Regions from separate parts of the Macaca mulatta genome. Here region 2 is linked to region 1. A link is a contact called in public Hi-C data. All regions are on one chromosome and are shown on one strand. Each heading gives the region's core, a stretch centred on a gene start, on an enhancer-like site or on the middle of the called end of the contact. The rest is flanking DNA. Distances are from core to core; before and after follow the strand shown.

Region 1 (6,151 bases), core at 3,405-5,904:
GCCAAACCCAACCCCTGTCCCAACAGCGCGATTAAGGGCTAGTGGACTTTTTCCCCCTTTCCCCACAGATGGGAACCAATGCTGCAGACACCACCCGTAGACACACGTTCACCTGGGAGTACTCATCCTAAAACACGCAGCAAGCACACGCTCCCTAGGCCAAGGGATAGAGGACCACGGTGAGAAAGTGCTTTTCTGTCCTGGAATGGGAATCTACACTTGGGACAAATCTTAGAGCAACAGGAGAGTAAATCTGGCATGAAAGCACAATAGACCAAGATGCACTGAAGAAAATGCGAATTTGCCAGGCCAAAAGATAACCTTTAGAAATGAAATTCTTTACCTTACACCTACCTGAAAAGATCTCTCAATTTACAAACATGCTAATTTGGGTGTCAGATTACTTTTTTCTTCCTTCAGCTGTAATCACAACCTGACTATGACGTTATGACTATCCTAAGCTGTACAGAACTAGTGCTTTTCAGTGTTCTTGGGACAAGTGTGTCATCTGCAACAATCTCACTAAAGACTTAATTTTCTCATTTTTCCTCAGTGAATAAAATTTAAACTCTGGCACCTCAAACCAGCAAATTACAATTATATTAACATAACTATCTTTACAACACTGTCCTGACAAAGAATATCAAGACAGCGAGCTAAAGCCAAATTCAACATACGTGGCGCACTGTGGGGCTGAAACACTCAGGGCCTAAGGCTTAGCCAGAAAGACTTCAGGGTGAAACCTCTCTGTCCCCTCCCTTCTCCCATCCAAGACCTCCACAGAGGGAAGGCCTGGGAGGGGCAGGCCCTTTCACACCCCATCCAATTGCCATTCATCTGCTACTCCACTTGACACCCACATGCAGCTTCGAGAACCCTGCCCACCCCTAATACTCCCGGCTCCTCCTCAGTTTGCAAGACTGAGTTGTTACTAGAATGAGTTATTAGCCAAGCAAGAGTTATTTTTGTTACTTCCATCTTTGTTCTAAACATTTTTATTATGAAATATTTCAATGAACAGGGAGCCAACTAGAATAATTTAATATTCTCTGATCAATCAATTACAGGAAGTAACCAGAGTATTTGCAATTTGCCATTTTGATTTACAAAATTAAGTTGTACTGTTTAATAAAAGAAGGTACTCTGGTTTGGGGCACTGCTAGTTTTATTGATATATATGTATTTTTTTTGCTTTGGCTACTAGTGAAATAAACAACAATCAAAATTCCTCATCAGTAGATCAACTGCAGGGGATCATGAAGAGATGCGATAAATCTTTCATTTTTTAGACAGTAGCATTCAGCTCCTTGAAAGTACCATTCTCAGCACTGCCACCCAAACGTCTGTGTGAGCTGTTCCTCTGTCCTCACACACGGGAATCACGCACAGTCAACACTCTTACAGTTGTTTTTCAAGTTGTCACCTCATCAAACACACCTGACCCTAAAACTGACCTTAAAACAGAAGATGGAAGTGAGTCCCAGAATCACTCATGATAAATACAGCAGAAATGCCCTTTTCCAACTATGTGTTCCTCCACCTCCTTCCAGAAGAAAGAGATGAGGCTTTACCTATGCAGAGGCTCAGAGCAAGACAACCTGGCCAGCCCCTCAAGGCGGAGTCCAATACCTATCCAAAGTGGTGCAACAGGCACCTGGCCTGCGCTGAGACATGCGGGACCGCTGGAAAAACATTTTTATAAATAAAGCATTGCGATAGTTTACATAACAGATCACGGCCATCAAAAACCTTTTTACAACATTACTAAAGATCAGCCACATTTTCTACTAAAAGCTCAATATACACATAGGAGCAAAACCAAGACTTTGGCGAAACATCCCTACAAATGCTTCAGTACTCCAACAGCTTGTCATAACGGGCGTCTCAGCAACCCCGGAGAAGTGGCTTCTCAGCCCTCTTCCTCCCTGGAGCACTGCAGCCTAGCGGTCTCCCAGACAGACTCTCCCTACCCCCGCCCTGTCCAGTCTGACCACCAGCCCTGAACTTCACATACTCGGACAGGAAAACCTTTCACTTCTGAAGATGCTGCAAACCTCTCAAAGTGACCAATAGCTCCCTTCAGAGAGGGGACACAGAAAAGACCCACGCTCTCCTCGAAGTTCCTACTACTGCTGCCACCGAGCTGCTACAACTGCATGGCGCGCGTCACCACAGGCCGGGGAGGAGCTCCCCTGCCCAGCACCCACCAAGGCGGCTGGGGAGGGATGGGGAGCCCCAGACAAAAGCAGCCTAGCGTGCAATGCTGGTCAGGCAATCTTTCCCGTCAAACTTGAGGGGCCCTGAGGAGTCGCAGAGACAGCAGACTAGACCAAGAGCGTGAGTACTGCCAGGCAGAAGGGGCGTCTGAGCCCAAGGCATCCGCAGCACAGCCAGTATTACCCCGAGACCCCTGCACGGAGCGAGAGCATCTGCTGCCACCGCCCTCCCACTGCCCTCCCGAGGGGGCAGCAACCAGACTAGCTGGGCGCTCTTTCCTTTAGGCACCAACGCAGCGCTGGAAGAGACGGTGACACACACGGTGCTGAAACCCTACTCCAGAGCATGGCTCTCAGCAAGGCTGCGCGCCGGGAGGACTCTCGCAGGGTGCGCCCGACATCTCTGCCCTCCTGGTGGCCAACAGGGAAGCCCAAGCCTTCCATCCCGACTTCCCGAGCCTCGAGGAGGGGGTGTCGTGCCCCCGTCCTCGCCTGGAGACTGGGGAGGCTCAAGCCCAGGGTCACAAAGGGGCAGAAAGGCTAAGTGGGGACACAGGCCACACGCCTAACTGCAGAACTGAGCAGGGGACAGTTGCTGCCACTCGCACCTCCAGGTTCTGCCCTCAGCTCTGCAGACCCCATCGCCTGGCCCAGGGAGCCCCTGCGCTGAGCCTTCCAACCGGGGCAGGGGCACACAGGGCGGGAGCAGGTAAGGACCGCTCCAGTAGGAGTCCTGGCTGAGCCACTCTGAAACAGACCAGCCCCAGCCACAGGCAGCCACCGCGGACGTCTGGAACAGCGACAGGGACGCAGACTATGCCGACTCCCTCTGGCTCACTCGCAGGCAGCCACCCGGGCTGGCCCCGCACCTGGGTAGAGGCTGCCCCTCGGCCTGCTCCAGCCACGGGCCTACGGGACAGATGACCTTAGCATTCCACCAGCGGAGAACTTCCTGGAACTGGCAGCTGGCGCTGCTGGACCCGCCCTTCCCTCCCGCCCCGTGCGGCCACTCACCTGGGGGCAGCTGGAAGTTCTGGATGTTGGTCGGGTTCTGAGGCGGCTGCGGCAGGCGGGGGGCCAGCACGGTGGGCGTCAGGGTGGCCCGGATCCCGCTGGTGGTGGCCGTGGGCGTCCGGGGCAGGCTCTGGGTCACTGCGCCGGCCGCGCCTTTGGGCAGCCCGGTGGGGGTCCCGGGGGCGGGCGGTGGGACGGCGGCGGGGCTGGGCAGCGCCCCTTGCATAGTTGGCCCGATGACCATGCTGGCAGCCGTGCTGGCCGGGCCGCTGGCCGCCAGGGTCTGCGCCGCCGGGGGCGCCGCCTGCACCACCGTCTTGGGCGACTCGGCCTTGACCCCCGGCGCTGGCGCTGCAGCCGCCGCGCCAGGCCCGGGCTGGCCGCTGACCCCCGCGGGGCCCCCGGCGGCCGGGGCGGGGGCGGGGGCTGCCCCGGCGCTGCCCCCGTTCTGGGCTGCGGCAGGGGGCGGCGCAGCGGGCGCGGCGGTCGGGGGTCCGGCAGGGTGGCCGGGCGGCCGCGCCAGGGTGGCGGGCGCGGGGGGTGGCGGGGGCGGGGCGGCGGCGGGGGCGGCGGGCGCGGGGGCGGCGGGGGGCGAGGGCGCGGCGGGCGCGGGGGGCGCGGCGGCGCCCACGAAGGGGGGCGTCTGGATGACAGTGCCGGGGGCGGCGGGCTTGGGCAGCGGCAGCAGCGCGGCGGGCCCGTTGTTGACCAGGCTGACAGCAGGTGCGGCGGCGTGGTGCGAGTTCAGCAGCGCGGCGCTCCCATTCAAAGTTTGCGCGGCGCCGGGGCCGGCGGGCTTGCCAGGGCCAGGGCCGGGGCCGGGCCCGGGGCCGGGGCCGGGGCCGGCGCGGGCGGCCAGCGCGGTGGGGCCGGCGGGCTTGGCGGGGCCGGCGGGGGCGGGCTCGGGCCCCGCGGCGACGGCGGCGGCGGCGGGCACCGGGGCGCAGGCCCCCGCGCTGCCCTCGGGCGGCGGCCTCAGCTTCGCGGCGGGCGGCGCGGGCCCTGCGGGGACAAGGGGGCGGCGCGGTGAGGGGGGGCCCGGGCGCCGCGGCCCCCCGCCCCCCGGCCGCGCTCTACCTGCGGGGGGCGGCTCCGGCGCCGCTCCGGGCGCGCCCTCGGCGGGGGCGGCCGGCCCTGCGCCCGCGGCTCCGGCCGGGCTGCCGCTCACAACATGGTTCCCGAGCGCGCCGGCGGCCGCGGCCCGCACCTCGGGCGTGCGCGGCGCGAGGTGGTGGTGGTGGGCCGCGCTGGCCGCCAGCTGCGACTCGAGCGAGCCCACCAGGTCGCTCACCACTTTCTCGTCCACCTCGCTGTTGAAGAAGACCTCGTCCAGCAGATCCGAGCCCGCCGCCATCTTTTTTCCTCGGCCGCCGCCGCCGCCGCCGCTCGGGCCGAGCGCGCCTGGGCGAGGAGGAGGTTCCGAGTGGGGCGGGCGCTGGGCGGGCGGGGGGCGGCGCGCGGCCGGCGGGGGGCGGGGGCGCGCGGCCGGGGGGCGGGGGCGCGGGGGTGGCGCTCCTGCGCAGGCGCGGAGACCGCGGGCGCCCGGCGATTGGCTGCGGTGCGCACTTAAAAGGCGCGGCCAATGGCTGCGAGCGCTAGAGGCCGGGGCGCGGGCGGTCGGCCTGGGCGCGGTAGCAGCGGCGGGAAGCGCGGGGGCTGGAGCTCGGGGACGCGGGAGCCGGGGCGGTGGCGGGCAGGGCGGGGCGGTGGCCGCCGGGCGGGGCGCGGGATGCGGGGACGGTGCGCCGGGCCGGGCCGAGGCGAGCGCGGGGCGGCGACGGGGCTTCGCTCTTTGTCTCCGCTCGCTCCAAAATGGCTGCGGCGGCGCTGACGGGAACGCCGGGCGGGCCGCCCTGTGCGGTGGCAGCGGAGGTGCAGGGCCCGTCCGAGGCCCGGGGAGCAGCGCGCGGGGATGCCGGGGCGCCGGCCGGGCAGCGCGCAGGCCCCGGAGTGGATGGGCCCGAGAAGCAGGCGGGGACGGGGACGGGGCTCTCGCAGCGCGCCCTGAGGACGGGGACCGGCGCCCGGCCCCTCCAAGCCGCCGCGGGGAAGGAAGCTGGGTCCGCCCCTGGGTAGCCGGTCCCGGGCGGTGGGGAGGGGTCCTGCGCGCACGGCTCTTCTCGCCCTCCAATCGTGACCACCCCTGGCCCTTCCCTCCATTTTTAATCAATAAACTAAGCCGCCCCGGGGTGACTGTACCCGCACCTAGCTGCCTTGGAGACGGGAGTGTCATTATAAGCCCGTAGGTAAGAGCACGGTGCCTGCCAGGCGCCAAACGAAGTTCCCGAGCTGGCAAGTCTGGAAGTAGCTTTCTTTTTACCTTCTGCTGGGGGAGGGGAGTAAGTTACCTAAAATGTTCCCAAGCACCTTCTCTCTAGAAATACTTCAGTAAAAGTTCCAGTTCCCTCTTTCTGCGTGTTTTATTTTCCAACCAAAAGATGGTGTTATTGGACATTTCTAGTGGTTTTCCTTTCTCCCATTTCTTTCTAAGAGCCCAGAATAGGTTTCAGAGAGACGCTTCCTTGCCTCGGACCTCACTGGGGACAAGAGGCCGCAGGATCAGTCTTCGCAGCTGAAGACAGCGCCGCAATAAGCAGAGACCTCGGGACGATGAATGACGTTGCTGACATAGAAAATGATTTTTTTAATTGTTGTAGCAAAGGAGACTGCTAGTCTCAACAGCAGACCCGAACTGGACCCTTGTGCCTGTTCGAATTGCAGCCTCGCAAGGGAATGGACTGACTGAGACAGCTGGAATACGGGACTTCACCCCAGGCTTGTTTCTCGACAGCAGCAGCAGCCAATGAGCATTGAGGACGGAGCCTAGGAGAGGTGCCTCCCCTCTAGGGAAACAGTGTTCGGGGGAAATCACTGCAAACGTACAGCTGGAATTTTGTACCTGAACTTTGGCTCCCAGAAGG
Region 2 (6,539 bases), core at 265-2,764, 53 kb after region 1:
CCCAAAGTGCTGAGATTACAGGCATGAGCCACCCACCACGCCTTCTGATATTTTCTATCTTACTCGATTTCATTTTTATTTATTATTATTTTTCTTGAGACGGGGTCTCACTCTGTCGCCCAGGCTGAAATGCAGTGGTGAGATCTCTGCTCACTGCAATCTCCACCTCTCAGACTCAAGCGATTCTCCTGCCTCAGACTCCCGAGTAGCCGGGGATTGCACGTGCCTGTCACCACGCCCGGCTAATTTTTTTGTATTTTTAGAGTAAAGACAGGGTTTTACCATGTTGCCCAAGTCCATGTTGGACTTGAACTCCTCACCTCAAGTGATCCGCCCGCCTCCGCCTCCCAAAGTGCCGGGACTACCGGCATGAGCCACCGCGCCCAGCCTATTTCATTTTTATAGTCACCACCCGCTATTTTTTTTTCCGGGTCCCAATATTGGTCCCTGATCTGATGATATTCACAGTCAAGACGGTGGCAAAAAAAAAAAAGCACACACCACGCGCCCTCGGTCACTAATCACGCAGAGTACACGCGGGGAGGGCCCGCGGCTAAGCGACTGAGGGCGGCCGAGCTTCCTGCACGACCGGGGAGGTGGGCAAGGCCTCCGGGCCGCAGCCCCGGGGACGAGCGGAGGCCTCCGAGGCCCCCGGTAGCCAGTCAGAATTTATTTTAAGGGAAATGGAAAGCTGCGGCCGGCTTTGGGAGGAGGAGCAGGATTAAAAGAGAAAGTGTGCTCAGCATGTTATATTTGGAGGCTGCCACGCCGGAAGCGCCGCCTTCCCGGGAGCTGCCGCCGCGGCCGCCCCCCGCTGGCACCTGGGCACCGGGGCGGGAGTCCTGGGGCTCCCCGGGAACACCCGGCGCCCAGGGCCTCCGCCGCTCCCCGGTCCCCCACGAGGGTGAGAGCTAGAGGCCCACCTGGCGCAAAATAGGGGAGTCGTCCGGACCCCACTTTTGTAGGAAGAGAAACTGAGGCCAAGGGGGCAAAACCCCAGTGTTTGCGGCGCCCAGAGTCGGGGCCGGGGCCGGCACGCGCGGGGGCGGGGCCTGGCGCTCCTCCCCTGCCCCGTCCACTGAGCGTGCAAACCGCAGCCGCCCACCCACGCGCACGCGCGCTCCGCCCGGGCCGCTTCCCAGCCCTCACCCCGCCCGCCGAGTCTCGTGCTCCCAGCTCCGCCAGGGGCCCGCCGGGAGCCGGCCGAGGAGGGGCGGAGCGCCGGGGAGACCCGCCCTCGGCCAGCGACACCTTGCTGCGCAGGCGCGGCGCGCGGGCCCGCCCCCCAGCTGGCGGCACGGCCATATTTAAAGGACGGCGGGCGCGGCGAACCAATGGGCGGCGAGCGTGAGGGGGCGGTGCGTGGCGGCGCAAGGCCCCGGATGTGGCTGCTGCGGCGGCTCCTCCTCCCCCGCGCTCCTCTCAGAGCTCCGGCCGCGCGCCCCTCCTTGGTTCGCTCGGTGCCCGCGCAGGCCCCTCGGGCGGCGGCGACGAGGCGCCTAGGCGGAAGCGGCGGCGGGCGGAGGAGCGCAGGAACGGGCGGCCAGGCCACCGCGCGGCTGCGGAGCGGGCCGCGGCCCGGCGCTCGTCCCCCCCCGCGGCCCGACGCACCCCGGCCGGCGCCATGAGCGGCTCCTCAGGCACCCCGTATCTGGGCAGCAAGATCAGCCTCATCTCCAAGGCGCAGATCCGCTACGAGGGCATTCTCTACACCATCGACACCGACAACTCCACCGTGGCGCTTGCCAAAGGTAGCGGCCGCCGCCCGCCCTCGCGCCCGCCGGCCCCAACCGCCCGAGTCCGCGGAGCCCGCCGACCCCCGTCCGCCAACAGCCCCGGCCCGCGCCACCCTCCCCGCCCCGGGGCGACCCCAAGCCCGGCGTTGAGACTCCCGTACCGTCCCGGAGCCTGGCGCCCAGACCCCGCCCGGAACCCACCCAGGGCACCCCTAGGCCGAGATCTCCCGCCCGCGCCTTCACCCCGGACGCCCCCCGGGCGCCCCCTCCCGCGCGCCGCCCTCCCCCAGAGCAGCCGGCCGCACAATGGTCTCCCTAGGCTCCCAGGGCGGCGTTATTGTGCGCGGGCGCCGGGCGGTGTTTGGTGAGGGGCGGGCCCGGCCCCGGCGGCGCCGCCCCCTCGGCCGCCCAGCCCACCTCTGCAGGTGCCAGCTCCGAGGGGCAGGGCGGCTCCCGTCTGCGGGCCTCCTCCCCGCCAGCCTGGGGAGATTCCTGCGGGGGAGCCTCGAGGTCGGGCGGCGGGGCCAGTGTCCCGGCCTCTCCCGAAGGCTGGGGGCGGGGTCACAACACGCGAATCCTGCAAGCCTTTCTGGAACCTATTAGACAGCTGGGGCCTTGATCCTGAACAAATACCGCGTCCTAATGCAGCTTCCTGCCAAGGCAGAAGCATCCGTTTGGCAGCCAGATGCCCCGGTTTAAACCGTTCTCCTGCTGTATCCTGACGTTCACACTGTGGGGCTTACCTTTTGGTGACAGCTGCCTGTGGGCGCTGATAACCCGCTGTAGCCGCTGGGAGACTTACAGGAAAGGGGCTGTTCTCTAGAATCAGAATCTCTGAGGTTGTTGAGACAGCGGGTGGTCCAGAGTTTCTTTGTCTTCATCACCCAGAGAAGATGGGGAGTGCACTTCCCCTGCCTCTCAGAGAAAAGTGCCGGTGGAGCCATGTCTGCCTAAGCCCACGTGTGCTGGATCTGGTGCTCGGCTCCCAGGGGTTCTTGAAGTGTCTAGACGCGTCTGAAACGCTTCTTAAGTCACAGGGAGCCGCAAGTGTAGAAGAAGAACTCGTTCCAAACAGGGAGTGTCTTCTGCGTGGCTCCAGGAGCTCGCTGAGCATGCCAGGGCTGTGCACTCACTTGCAGCCGTGGGACCTCACTACACTTATTACAGGAGAGCCCAGTTAGAGAGACAGCCCAGAGTAGGCCCAGGAGTTAGTAGGAGTTGTGCTCTTATGAGTTAGAGGCTGCTGTCCCACCCAGCTCTGCCCCTAGAGGCTTGCTAAAAGGAGATTTGGTAGGGCTCTGGAAGCCTGCTGGTTAGGGGTTAGTGGGCTCAGAATTCCTTATAGGTGCGGAAGCCGGGGTCAGAGGTGGCTTTGGTCATAAAGCAGCCAGCTGGCTGTTTGATCTACAGAGTCATATGTGAACAGGGAGGCCTTGTGAAGCAAGCCTTGTTTTGCTGAGAGCTCTGTACGTTGGTGTGTTCGCACATGAGACAGTCTGTGAAATTGTTCCTTGTTATCTTTGTGATCTAGAACTGTCTGTTGTCTGGAGCTTCACCAATTGGTGCGTTATCAGCACTGTCCACTGAAAATTGGGGTGTTAAGTAGTTGTTGAAATGTGGACCTAGAGTCCCTGTGTTGTGGCTCTGAGCAAGTGCCGCCGTCTTCTGGAAGACTTGGGAGCAGTGGTGTCAGGGTTGATTGAACTGGCTGAGGACAACAATAACGTTTCTCTTTCTCCACTCATAAGTGAGGTCCTTTGGCACTGAAGACCGTCCCACAGATAGGCCTGCGCCCCCCAGAGAGGAGATTTATGAGTACATCATTTTCCGGGGAAGTGACATCAAAGATATCACTGTGTGTGAACCTCCAAAAGCTCAGCACACACTCCCACAGGATCCTGCCATTGTTCAGGTAAGTGTGCCACTGTCTCTCTGTGCACACTAAGAGATGCTGGTTTCAATTTGGAGCTTGGTGGCATGTTTTGTCAGAATGCTCAATGTGAGGAATAACCTTTTTTTTTTTTTTTCCTTTGAGACGGAGTCTCACTGTGTTGCCAGGCTTCAGTGCAGTGGCGTGATCTCAGCTCATTGCAACCTCTGCTTCCTGGGTTCAAGTGATTCTCCTGCCTCAGCCTCCCGAGTAGCTGGGACTAACAGGCACGCACCACCACGCCCAGCTAAGTTTTGTATTTTTAGTAGAGACAGAGTTTCACCATGTTGGTCAGGATGGTCTCAATCTCTTGACTTCATGATCTGCCCGCCTTGGCCTCCCAGAGTGCTAGGATTACAGGCATGAGCCAAAGTACTCGGCCTGAGGAATATCCTTTTAATGAAAAGTGGCTTATTTTTTGTCTAGGCCATTGCTGTTCTCGCGGAAGGTGTTGATTCTTGTAGCACACACAGTAGGTGGTGTGTGCTGTGTCTCATGGCTCTTAAGGAAGGAGACCTGGGGAGCTGGGCGTGTGCGCGCGTGTATGTAGTGTAGTGTAGTGTGAGTGGATGCTCCTGGACCTGTGATGTTTGGGGCATAGCGTTTGCCCTTAGTTTCTGGTTGGAGAAGTCTGAGCCCTCAGCAGCTGCTGTGAGTGGGGTGACATACCTGCAGGGACTGCAGGCTTGCCCTTGGGTTATGCCCAGATGTTACATGCTGCTGTTGTACGACACCAGATTTGTAAGTCTGATGCCACGTTCCTGCTTATTGGGTTATGGCTTATTTTGCCCATGCTCACACCAGGGAGCCCAGATTAATATTTTCTTCACTTCTAAACTTAAATATTCACTGGCTCCTCTGGGGTTCAGACTGCACCAGGTTCCGTGCCGAGCACCCGTCCTGGAAGGTGGGATCACACGGGGCAGGCTTTGGCAGCAGTGGGGAGCCATCCGATGGCTTTGAGTTAGGAGAAATTTGGGTTAGAATTACATGGACAAGACGCCTGTAATCTCAGCACTTTGGGAGGCCGAGGAGGGCAGATCATCTGAGGTCAAGTGTTCAAGACCAGCCTGGCCAACATGGCAAAACGCCATCTCTACTAAAAGTATAAAAATTAGCTGGATGTGGTGGTGGGCATCTGTAATCTCAGGTACTCGGGAGGCTGAGGCAGGGAAAATTGCTTGAATCTGGGAGGCAGTGAGCTGAGATCACGCTGTTGCACTCCAGCCCAGGCAACAGAGCAATGCAATGTCTCAAAAAAAAAAAAAAAAAAAAAAGAAAGAAAGAAAGAAAAAAGAATTGCATGATTACATGGACAGGTGGAACTGGAACTGAAATGCTGTGGAAAAGGCAGCTCTCACCATACTGGAAACTGGTACCCCAAGGGCTCCTCCAGCATCTCAAGGATGCAGGCTGATGGGACAGTGCTTGTTTCCCAGCTGAACAAGCACTCTGATGCAGGCGTGTGGGGTGATGGGATGGCCTTCGCTGTTCTCACCCGATGTCTCATTGTTCAGTCTTCCCTGGGTTCTGCCTCCGCCTCGCCCTTCCAGCCGCACGTGCCTTACAGCCCTTTCCGAGGGATGGCGCCCTACGGCCCGCTGGCGGCCAGCTCCCTGCTCAGCCAGCAGTATGCCGCCTCCCTGGGTCTAGGTGAGTGACCTGTTTCTGTCTGGTAAACTACCCGTGCGTGTAACTGTCACTGAGTGGAGCGATGGAGCCTGAGAGTGGGGGCGTGCATTCTTGTCACGCTCAGCTTATAGACTGTTTTATTGCACACTTAGTAAATTACCCAGTGCAACTTCAGCTTGTGAGAGCATTTAGTAACTACTCAACTGAGAGTAAAAGAGGCAGCGGCCTGAGTGTTGGAACAGAATAATCAAATCAAAATTCATTCGAAGAGTCAGGGTGGATCTAGGTGGAAGTCCTGGGCCAGGTATGGTGGCTCATGCATGGAATTCCAGCACTTTGGGAGGCCAAGGCAGGTGGATCATGAGGTCAGGAGTTCGAGACCAGCCTGGCCAACATGGGGAAATCCTGTCTCTACTAGAAATGCAAAAATTAGCTGGGTGTGGTGGGACACACCTGTAATCCCAGCTACTTGGAAGGTTGAGGCATAAGAATAGCTTAAACCTGGGAGGCGGATGTTGCAGTGAGCCGAGATTGCACCACTGCACTCTAGCCTGAGTGACACAGCGAGACTCTGTCTCTAAAAATAAATAGGTGGAAGTCCTGGTATATCTGCTTCAAAGAAGAAATAGCTGATATATATGTAGTGTTACAGATGAGGTCTAGCTATTTGCACATTTATAAGCCTGTAAATATAGAAGTGAAATGCAAGCCCACCCATCATGTTCCTTGTTCTACTGCAAGTGCCTCGCTCAAAAATGGTTTCAACTGAGATTGAACAACCCCAGAATATGATTCTACTCTCTGTATGTAGAGAGAGATCCCGCTTTGTCCTTTACCTGGACCTAGCTTTGCAGATGGGCTCAGAGTATAGAATTGGCAGGTGATCCACCGCCCTTGCTCAGAATCCAGCATGAAGTAGTGAGACAGGGAACCCTAAATGAGGTCTGTAGGCCACTTGCTGCTACAAATCATGCTTGTCTTGGTTGCTGTTCCTAGTGTGACAGGTGGCCTTCCCAGCCCAGCTCTCTATGTTTCTAAAATATGTTTGTATGACAGAGTCCTACAAGAGGTTGCTTGGCTCTTTCCAAGCTTGCTAGACACAAGACAAGTGTATCCTGACTTATTTGTGTGCTTTCTTTTTGCTCTTTCTCCTTTATCTTCCTTTAGAGAAGTTGGTAAGCCCTCCAGCCTCAGCCGCTGCTTCCAGCCCTAGCTCTTCTCCATCTCCACAGCCCGTTTCA

What was found. A called contact is a pair of places that touch in the nucleus more often than the background predicts.
Region 2: a Hi-C map of fetal cortex germinal zone shows a contact between it and region 1, with 2.4 times the contacts expected there. The contact joins the promoter of LSM14B here to the promoter of TAF4 in region 1. A contact is called at or near these places in 3 of 14 Hi-C or Micro-C datasets (fetal cortex germinal zone, fetal cortical plate and liver).

The regions. Positions count from the first base shown.
Region 1 is chr10:114,857,805-114,863,955 of T2T-MMU8v2.0, forward strand. It overlaps TAF4 (TATA-box binding protein associated factor 4), which reads right to left and starts at 4,655. Exons shown (of 16, transcript XM_077952132.1): 1 at 4,308-4,655; 2 at 3,231-4,232. The coding sequence starts at 4,584.
Region 2 is chr10:114,913,839-114,920,377 of T2T-MMU8v2.0, forward strand. It overlaps LSM14B (LSM family member 14B), which reads left to right and starts at 1,515. Exons shown (of 9, transcript NM_001261605.1): 1 at 1,515-1,751; 2 at 3,485-3,648; 3 at 5,184-5,319. The coding sequence starts at 1,625. LOC114670527 (a long non-coding RNA gene) reads right to left here and starts at 1,255. Exons shown (of 4, transcript XR_013400106.1): 1 at 1,150-1,255.